Linked DNA regions of Mus musculus: all the other regions are linked to region 3. Evidence: chromatin contacts called from public HiCAR-type and promoter capture Hi-C data. All regions are on one chromosome and are shown on one strand. The core of a region is the stretch at or near the end of the contact, and the rest is flanking DNA. Distances in the headings are between cores, read along the strand shown.

The links. Promoter capture Hi-C pulls out the DNA fragments that hold promoters and counts their contacts. HiCAR-type assays count read pairs that join an accessible place to other places.
Region 1: a contact with region 3 is called in a HiCAR-type map of astrocytes, with 2.9 times the contacts expected there. The contact joins the promoter of Txndc11 here to the promoter of Bfar in region 3. A contact is called at or near these places in 2 of 39 promoter capture datasets (cranial neural crest and hippocampal neurons), 1 of 484 Hi-C or Micro-C datasets (CD4 T cells), 5 of 115 datasets of contacts at active chromatin or transcription factors (astrocytes, epiblast stem cells, large pre-B cells and 2 more) and 1 of 9 other capture datasets (liver).
Region 2: a contact with region 3 is called in a promoter capture Hi-C map of liver, with 3 times the contacts expected there. The contact joins the enhancer-like site here to the promoter of Bfar in region 3. A contact is called at or near these places in 3 of 39 promoter capture datasets (hippocampal neurons, liver and pre-B cells) and 1 of 115 datasets of contacts at active chromatin or transcription factors (large pre-B cells).

What each region holds. Positions count from the first base shown.
Region 1 is chr16:11,133,217-11,135,916 of GRCm38.p6, reverse strand. Txndc11 (thioredoxin domain containing 11) reads left to right here and starts at 1,385. Exons shown (of 12, transcript NM_029582.2): 1 at 1,385-1,649. The coding sequence starts at 1,408.
Region 2 is chr16:11,629,284-11,631,983 of GRCm38.p6, reverse strand. Snx29 (sorting nexin 29) reads right to left here. Exons shown (of 21, transcript NM_028964.4): 16 at 410-526. Among named protein-coding and RNA genes, the nearest start is that of Gm32100, 47 kb to the right of the region's middle. Within about 2 kb of position 1,358, at least 29 of the 459 cell types and tissues checked have an H3K27ac peak or open chromatin away from gene starts, as enhancers often do.
Region 3 is chr16:13,670,581-13,673,280 of GRCm38.p6, reverse strand. Bfar (bifunctional apoptosis regulator) reads right to left here and starts at 1,423. Exons shown (of 8, transcript NM_025976.5): 1 at 1,203-1,423.

The DNA.
Region 1 (2,700 bases), core at 136-2,635, 2.5 Mb after region 3:
TTTTAATCACTGAGCAATCTCTCCAGCCCCACATAGGAAACATTTGATCTAGATTATTTTGCCCTCCCTACCAACTTTACAAAAAGATTTTATTTTTAATTATATGTGTGTGTACCTTGGAGGACATCAGATTACCTGAAGTATGAGGTAGTTCACTACCTGTAATTTAGAACCAAACTTGGGTTTTCTGCAACAGCAGTATTCTTACTACTGAGCCTTGTCTCCAGCCCCAACCAAAACTTTATTTTGAAATAGGGCCTTGCTAAATTTCATAGTCTGGCCTTGAAAACTCTATGCAGTCCTGGTACAAGTGGTCCTCTGGTTTTCTCGAGTGGTTGGGACCACAGTTGTGTGCCACTAAGCCTGGTTTAAAAAATTATACACAACTCATATAAACCTAATTTTGGGAGGAAAAATGAAGATAATTCACCCTGTATCTTAGGCTGGCCTTGCATTCTTATTGCTTGGAGGCGTGAGGCAGACAATGTCCTGACTCCAATACTTTCCAAACTTTAATCACGTCTGCTATGTTTCTGTGGATTTGCCCATCAAGCATGGGTCATAGAAATGGGATTACACAATATACATCCATCCTTTTACTTAGAGCTGGGTTCTTTTGTTGAATGTAATTACCACTTATCAGTACTTGTCTCAAGGTTTCTACTGTTGTAATAAACACATGAACAAAAGCTACTTGGGGAGGGAAGGGTTTGTTTTGGTTACACTTTACCATCATTGAAGGAAGTCAAGGTAGAATCCTGCAAGCAGAAACTGAAGCAGAAGGCATGCAGCGTTATTACTACCCCATTACAGAGCAGCCCGGTCTCCGTTTTATTACTGTGTCCTCCAGTCCTTCTCGCCTCTGCACGAGGCCTCCCCGCCCCACTTTCTGAAAAGCAGAGATAACAAACTGCACCCATGTCCTGAAGGGTCTGTCAACAGTGTTGACGCACTAGCGACAATCTGAGCCCTAACAGTACCCGGAAGGGCCGACCAACGGAAGGACTCGCTAAGGAGACACCACCAACTAGCTTCCGGACGCGAGGATGTAGCGTCAGCGCAGTGAATGAAGGACAAGGTCTAGCTTGAGTGACTGCAAGCCTGCGCAGAGTCGCTACAAGAGAGGCGGGACCGGTGGAAGGCTGACGCGGCCGCGAGTGCTGCGAGCACCCGCGCAGACTCCATGGGCTCGAGGGCGTGGCCCCCAAAGGGCGTGGCTTCGCGGGAAGCCGGCATTCGCGCAGGCTCCGAGTCGGAGGGCGGGGCATCTCTGAAGTGTGGCTGACGTGGAGAGTCCGGGTTAGTGAGCGCCGCTGGCTGCGAGGTCCGGGAGTGACGTGCGGGGCCGGGTCCCCGGGCCCGAGGTGGCGGCAGCGACGGTATAAAGCCGGCCACGGGGAGCATGTAATGTCGGAATGCGGAGGCCGCGGCGGCGGCGGCGGGAACAACAGCGAGGACGCCGAGGACGAGGGTGGCGGCCCCAAGGGCTCAGGCTCCCTCAGCCCTGCCGGGGCGGCGGCGTCCTTGGAGGGCCGGATCCGCCGCGGCTTGCGCGGCGCCTCGCTTATGGCGCGCCAGCGGCCAGAGCTGCTGTGCGGGGCCGTGGCTCTCGGCTGCGCCCTGCTCTTCGCCCTCAAGTTCACTTGCAGGTGAGGCTGCCGGGACTCAGGCTCCGCGGCCAGAGCTATGCCACCCCGGCTGCGCGGGGCCAGCTCGGGGCCTCCGGGGTCGAGGGTTGTTTGTCTTCCTCGGGGAAGTCGAGCCTGACCTTGCCTGCGACCACAGGCTTGACCTTCCCGGCGGCCGCGGTCCCCCACTCTCCTAGTTCGGCGTGGAGGCGTTTCCAGGGTGCTGCTCTATATCAATTATGTACCGAGGGCGTTTGGCCCTGTTTCTGAGCTGCTTCTCACCTGTTGGGGTCTCTCGGGGTGCACATGTCAATTCTTGCTCAGGCTATAATGCTCAGTTTTAATTCATTCCATTTTCCTTAATGCTTGCAGTGTGATGATTCACAAGCCATTTAGGGGTCTTAGTCGCTTTTGGGAATCCAGGCAAGCCTTTGATATACTGACAGTGCACGTTTGTACTGAGCACCCGTTAATGCTGAAGACAAAAATCCCCGTTCCCTGGAGTTCTCATTGAAGTGATGATATACAATAAACAAACACTTCAGAGACCTTAATAAGTGCTATGCAGGGAATAGAAGGATGAGGTTGGGTAGGGCAGAAAGGGCCTTCATAGGAAAATGGCATTAGCCACTTACACAAGGAAAGGAAGGGGCAGAGGTGGAAGAGCTGGGGTAAGAGCTATTACAAAACAGTTAAGTGCAAAGATCTGGAGTCTGAGCAAGCTTGGTCTTTTTGTGAAACTTGGAAAAGGCCTGAGTAGGCTGGAGTTTAGGAAGAATGGAAGCTAATGTGCATCTTTTCAGAAAATTGTGTAGATAGATACAAAGTTTATATTTCAATTATACTCCTTGCCTCAGATCATCAGTATATCATTTGACATTGCAGTTTATAAAATCTGTTATCACTTGACATATCCTCTTGGCACTTCTGTCCAGAGGGAGATTTATGTGGGCACAGATTGAGTGTAATGAACACAATATGAGATCCCTGAGGTCAAGATGGGCCAAAAATTAGGAGTTTTAGGGGGAAGAGACTCGTTTTTTTAGTGTTTGCAATGTGTTAGGTGCTATGC
Region 2 (2,700 bases), core at 109-2,608, 2.0 Mb after region 3:
CAAACCAATCTACCTAACAAAAACAATCAAAAATGAGCAATGAAAAGCTCCATCCCAGCAGACCGCATGGGTACAAGAACACAAAGCGAAGCCTGTTTCCTGGCTGCAGAAATCTGTCCACACAGCAGAGCACAGACACACAGTGGAAGGTCTAAGTCAGTTGAGAGCACAGCACTGTGGAAGGAACATGGAATGCGCCTGTATGACAAGCACATACAACTGCATGACTCTCTAATGATACAGTCTGCAGGTGCAACAAGGGTGTGTGCTTGTCTACTTCCTGTACCTTCCTCGGTCACTGACACCGGCAGAAATGAACTAACTCGGGTAGCAGAAGCCTGGTGGAGCCTCAGGGAGAGCAGAGTGAAGTGGCAGGGCTCAGACCTGCTTCCTGGTGGGGAGCACTCACCGGTCCTCGGAGGTCAATCAGCTCCTGCCTCATTTGGGACACCAGGGCTTCCTTGGCCACCAGGGCCCTGTGTAGACGCTCGTTGAACTCAATCAGCTCCCCATGCATCTCAGCCACCTGGAAAGGCAAGCAGGACATCATCAGCCTCAGGAGTGGCCCTGCCCATGCTGAGCCCCTGCTCCTGGCAGTCTCCCTCCTGCCAGAGACCATGGCACTGTGCACCCAGCAGTGGCATGCAACCTTGAGTTGAATGAGTCTGGCAGTTTATGGTTAGACCATTTCAACCCTTAACAACACTTGTCCAAGGGTTGTCTAAGTTATGTTTGTTGATAAAGTTCCTGCTGGGGCTGGGGGTGCATATAGATAAGTGGTAGCGTGACTGCCTGCCATGTACAAGACCCTGAGTTCAATACTTAGCAGTGCAAAAATAAATTAACCAATGGTGATGATGATGTCCCAGCTAGTGGTGCAATGGGAATAAATGCAGCTCCATTCACGAAGTCCCTGGGTTCAAGTGAGAAAACAGAAATGAGCTCCTTCCTAACTGTGGCTGCACACTCCTCAGCGGCGCCACCGCTCGTCACCATTGACTCTGTCTGCAGCACAATAACATCTTTCCCATGTTCTTAGTCAGCTTCTTATGACAGCTTTGAGGGGCAGATGGATTGATCCCACCTTCCACAAGCAGCTCTGAACTCAGGAGCTTCGAGAGCCTGTTCCAGGCCGTGTAATTGGTTCCTGGAGGGAAGATTAGAGCCCTGGCTGGGTGCTCTAAAACTACACCAACCCCACATGCAGCTGGTCAAGCTTGAGCCATAGAAGCTTCCAAACTCAATTATTCAACATATTTGGCTGGTTCCCAAAGAAGCAAAGATAGAAGTGCTATAAAGTCGTTTGTAGCCAATGCAAGGCCACTCAAGTATGCAATTCAGTGAACCATGAGAGGGTGTTCTGAAATGCTGTCCCTGAACGCTTCAGGAAGACCCCTGGGCAAGCAGCCTCACTTGGCCAGACTGCTGCCTCCTAGCAGACTCCTCCCAAACGTGGACTCACACAGCATTTACTACATGTTAGGATATACATAATGATGCCAGGCTATTTGTCACAGGTATTTAACATGATACATAAAATACGCATACTGTTAGAGGAGGAACATAAGGCCTGGGTGCACTGAAGTGAGGACGTGAATCTCACATCAAGGAGGAAAAGGGAGATGCCCTTTTTTATTACAAAGACAAATGTGCAGAAGGAAACACTTCCGCGATGTGCTTTTTAGTATTTAGTTACTCTTTGACATGTCTGTACACAGAGGAGAGAACACATTCTGCTCACCTGATGCTTCCATCTGCTTGCTCTGTGGATCCAATGTCCCCAACATGCCAACCTCACCGCAGATATGACATACAAAGTGCAAATGGCACCAAGGATGCCTTCACACAATGCAGTGAGCAAAGCAGGGGTGAGAAGTCAGCAAGTCTCTCAGCATTTCTCTGCTTATGGAAAGTAATTTCCCCACTTGCCTTATTCTTCACAAAAGCTTAAGCTACTCTCACGTGAAGCACACACAAATCTCCCAATAATGCCTGTAGACTGTCCACATGCACGGAGTCCACAGCTGCTGCACCCCTGCTGATGGACTTGCTAATACGCTCCCATGAACGCAAGCCCCGGACAGGTGTCACTGCCATTTCCTAGGGTGCAGTGGGAGTCAGAGAGCTGCAACAATTTTCCATAAATGCTTCCAACATAAAGTCACACAGGGCTCCAGTATGTTCACTGTGAGCGGACAAACCCTGGCTCCCTTTTGCAGCCACAGCAGTGGTCTGTATCAGGCAAAGCTCGGTCTTCACTGGGGAATGGCAGGGTGAGGAGCCAATGGAAATGAAGAGAGAAAACTTGATTGGAATAATTTCACCATCAAGCTATGCTGTGCATTGTTACAAGGGTAATCTTTGAACATAAGCTTTCTGTCTCACTTGGAATTTTTATAGAGCGTATTCTTACACAAAACCAATCAGATACACAGCTTATACCTTACCTTGGCTACATGAACTTACTGATTCTCAGATAAGTATTTCCAAACTAGAAGCAACTTCTGAGGACTTGGAGAATCTCAGAAAAGGAATGTAAGTCACAAACAGATCCCACGGTCACAGAACTAAAAGTAGCCCATGAAGTCACCATGTCCTGAAAGTGTGGCTAGCAGACAGCACTTTGGTATCTATCACAGCACAATGGAACTACAAGACTGGATTTAGGAGAACAGATGCCCTCCCACCTGCTCCGCTCAG
Region 3 (2,700 bases), core at 174-2,673:
TCTCAAAATGCACCCCCCCCAATAAACAAACAAAGAACCAAAACCAAAGTTAAGTCTTCAGAGCGAGGCCAACCTGGGCTCCCAATCTGGTCACCCTTTGTTCTCCTCGAGCTTCATTACTTTCCATTTATCAAGCCATACTAATATTATCGCTAAAGGATTGTGGGATTAGATGTCAAACTTCGACCAGGTAAAAAGTTTGCTGACTGATAATAATAGCATTACTAACTGTCACATTTTACTGAATGCTGTTAACAGTGTGGTTAGCATTTATACTGCCAGAGAGAAAGGGGGAAAAGGGTGTGTGTGTGTGTGTGTGTGTGTGAACAGCCTGGACAGAGTACAGCTTTCCCATCAGGTTTATGGACGATATTCCCTGGCATATACCGTGCACTTTGGTCGGGACACATCCAGGCTGTTTATAAAAGAGCACTGACAAAAGTAAATAAAACTTCATCAGCACGTGCAGTCCGTACCTAAAGGTGAAAGGAAAACTCCTTCGCATTGGCCTCTCCTGGTGTGACGTTGGGGCCACTCCAAGGGCGGGCCAATGGGCTTCCGTGGGGAGGACCCAATGGCTCCCACTTTCTCTTCTCAACCAAAGTTAGGGGTTTGCCCCTTGCCCAGTTAAAGGTCCCCAGTTAGACACAGCGTCTCTCTTCTAAAACACACACACACACACACGCTCTCATCAGCACACGATTTTTGAGTCGTGTGTATGGGAATGAGAAGAGCTAAGTTCTAGGTCAGCCTCGGTGTCACTTTGGAGTCTGATGTTCCGTTATCCTCACTTCCCATTATGAAACCCTCTGCCTTGGGACAGGAAGGTGCCTCGGATTTAGCCGACGTGGCGGGCGCCCATAGCCCGCAAGTAAGTGGAAACAAGACCCATCTCTGTCACCACCCCAGGGTCGAGTGGCTCTGACCCAGACCCCGACGCGGGGGAGGACTAGAGACCTGCAGTGGCGTGGGTCTTCGCCTCGTAAGGGAAGGGGCTACGGTCCGCAGCCCTGCTGGGACGCGTCCAGGCCGGGGTGAGGAGGCCCCAGAGCCTGGACCCACCCCGCCAGCGCAGCTCCGGGAGCGGGTTCAGTCCCCGCCAGCGCAGCTCCGGGAGCGGGTTCAGTTCCGTCTCCCGCGCCGCACTCTCAAGCCAAGCGCCCTGCCGGACCATTACCACCCCACACCGTGCCGAAGCTCACCTCGCCACTAGTCCTGGTACCCACTCTGTCACCGCCACCTGCCAGGACCCCGCGGAAGTAGAGGACAAGGCTTCGCTTCCGGAAATAACCTGGGCCTAGGGGCCGACTACGATCAGCTCCCGCAACCATAGAGGAGAGACCTCTTTATGCTCTCAACCCCGTGCGACCTCCGGCTGCCTAGAGCGGCTGCTCTAGGGGCATGCGGGCGCATGCGCACCAACGCGACCCGCCCCTTCCTTTTCGTCCGAGCCAAGCACAGAAGTCACCGCCCCAGGTCTGGAGGTTCCAGCTGGATTGCGTTCCCGTATTTAGCTAGCTTTATTCAGCCATCAAAGTCTCCCACAGTGCCCGAATGCATCGTAATAGATCTTAACTTCACATTTATGAAGAAAACCACAGAAGCAGTCCTTAAAGTTTTATTTATAGAGTCGGAATTTGGGGTAAAATGGCGTTATCACATTTACTCCGCAGCTACCCACCTTGATCTAGATCTGTTGAGAACTCAATGGTACTATGTTTTCAATCTATGACGTTGTGAGACCATGCTTGGCAGGATGATCTTTGTGAGTTCGAAGCCAGTCTAGTCTACGGAGTGAATTCCAAGACAGTCAAAGCTACATAGTGAAACTTAACCAAAGAAAGAAAAAGTTCCTGTTTCTCAGTTCTGATTTAATAAACTGTTTGCAACCCCATTCACATGTACGTGCCCTCGTTCCTTCCCTTTCATTGTATCTTTATAAAAACGTGTTAATAGCCAACTCGGGTTTTGTTTGTTTGTTTGTTTGTTTGTTTGTTTTCGAGACAGGGTTTCTCTGTATAGCCCTGGCTGTCCTGGAACTCACTTTGTAGACCAGGCTGGCCTCAAACTCAGAAATCCACTTGCCTCTGCCTCCCAAGTGCTGGGATTAAAGGCATGCGCCACCAGACCCGGCAATAGCCAACTCTTTAAACAACTCTTTAAACTCTTATCTCCTATAAGCCAGCAGAGGCTGCTCTCTCAAAACCCGATTTAGGAGGAGACAGTCAGTTAGCCTAGGTGTACCCCCCAAATACAGCTTGCTTTAATTGGACAATCATTGATTTGATCTTTCAAAATTTTAACATCTCTACGTTGTTGGAGATGGGGCTGGGAATGAAGCTCAGTTGGTACACTGCTTGACTAACATACCAAGCTGTGCTGAGTTCGATCCCAGTAGCATATAAACGAACTGGGCTCGGTGGCACACCTGTAATCCCCAAACGAGGCAAGGAGTAGGCAAGAGGATTCGAAGTTGAAGGCTGTCAGGCATGGTAGCGCTTTAACCCCAGAATTCAGGAAGCAGAGGCAGGATCTCTGTGAGTTCGAAGCCAGCCTGGCCTACAAAGTGAGTCCTCTTAAGACTGCCAGGGCACTGTTGTACAGAGAAGCTCTGTCTTGAAAAAGAAAAAAAAGTTTAAGACTATGGAGACTTAGCTATGGAATGAGTTTGAGATCAGCCACCTCTAAAGGAATAAATGA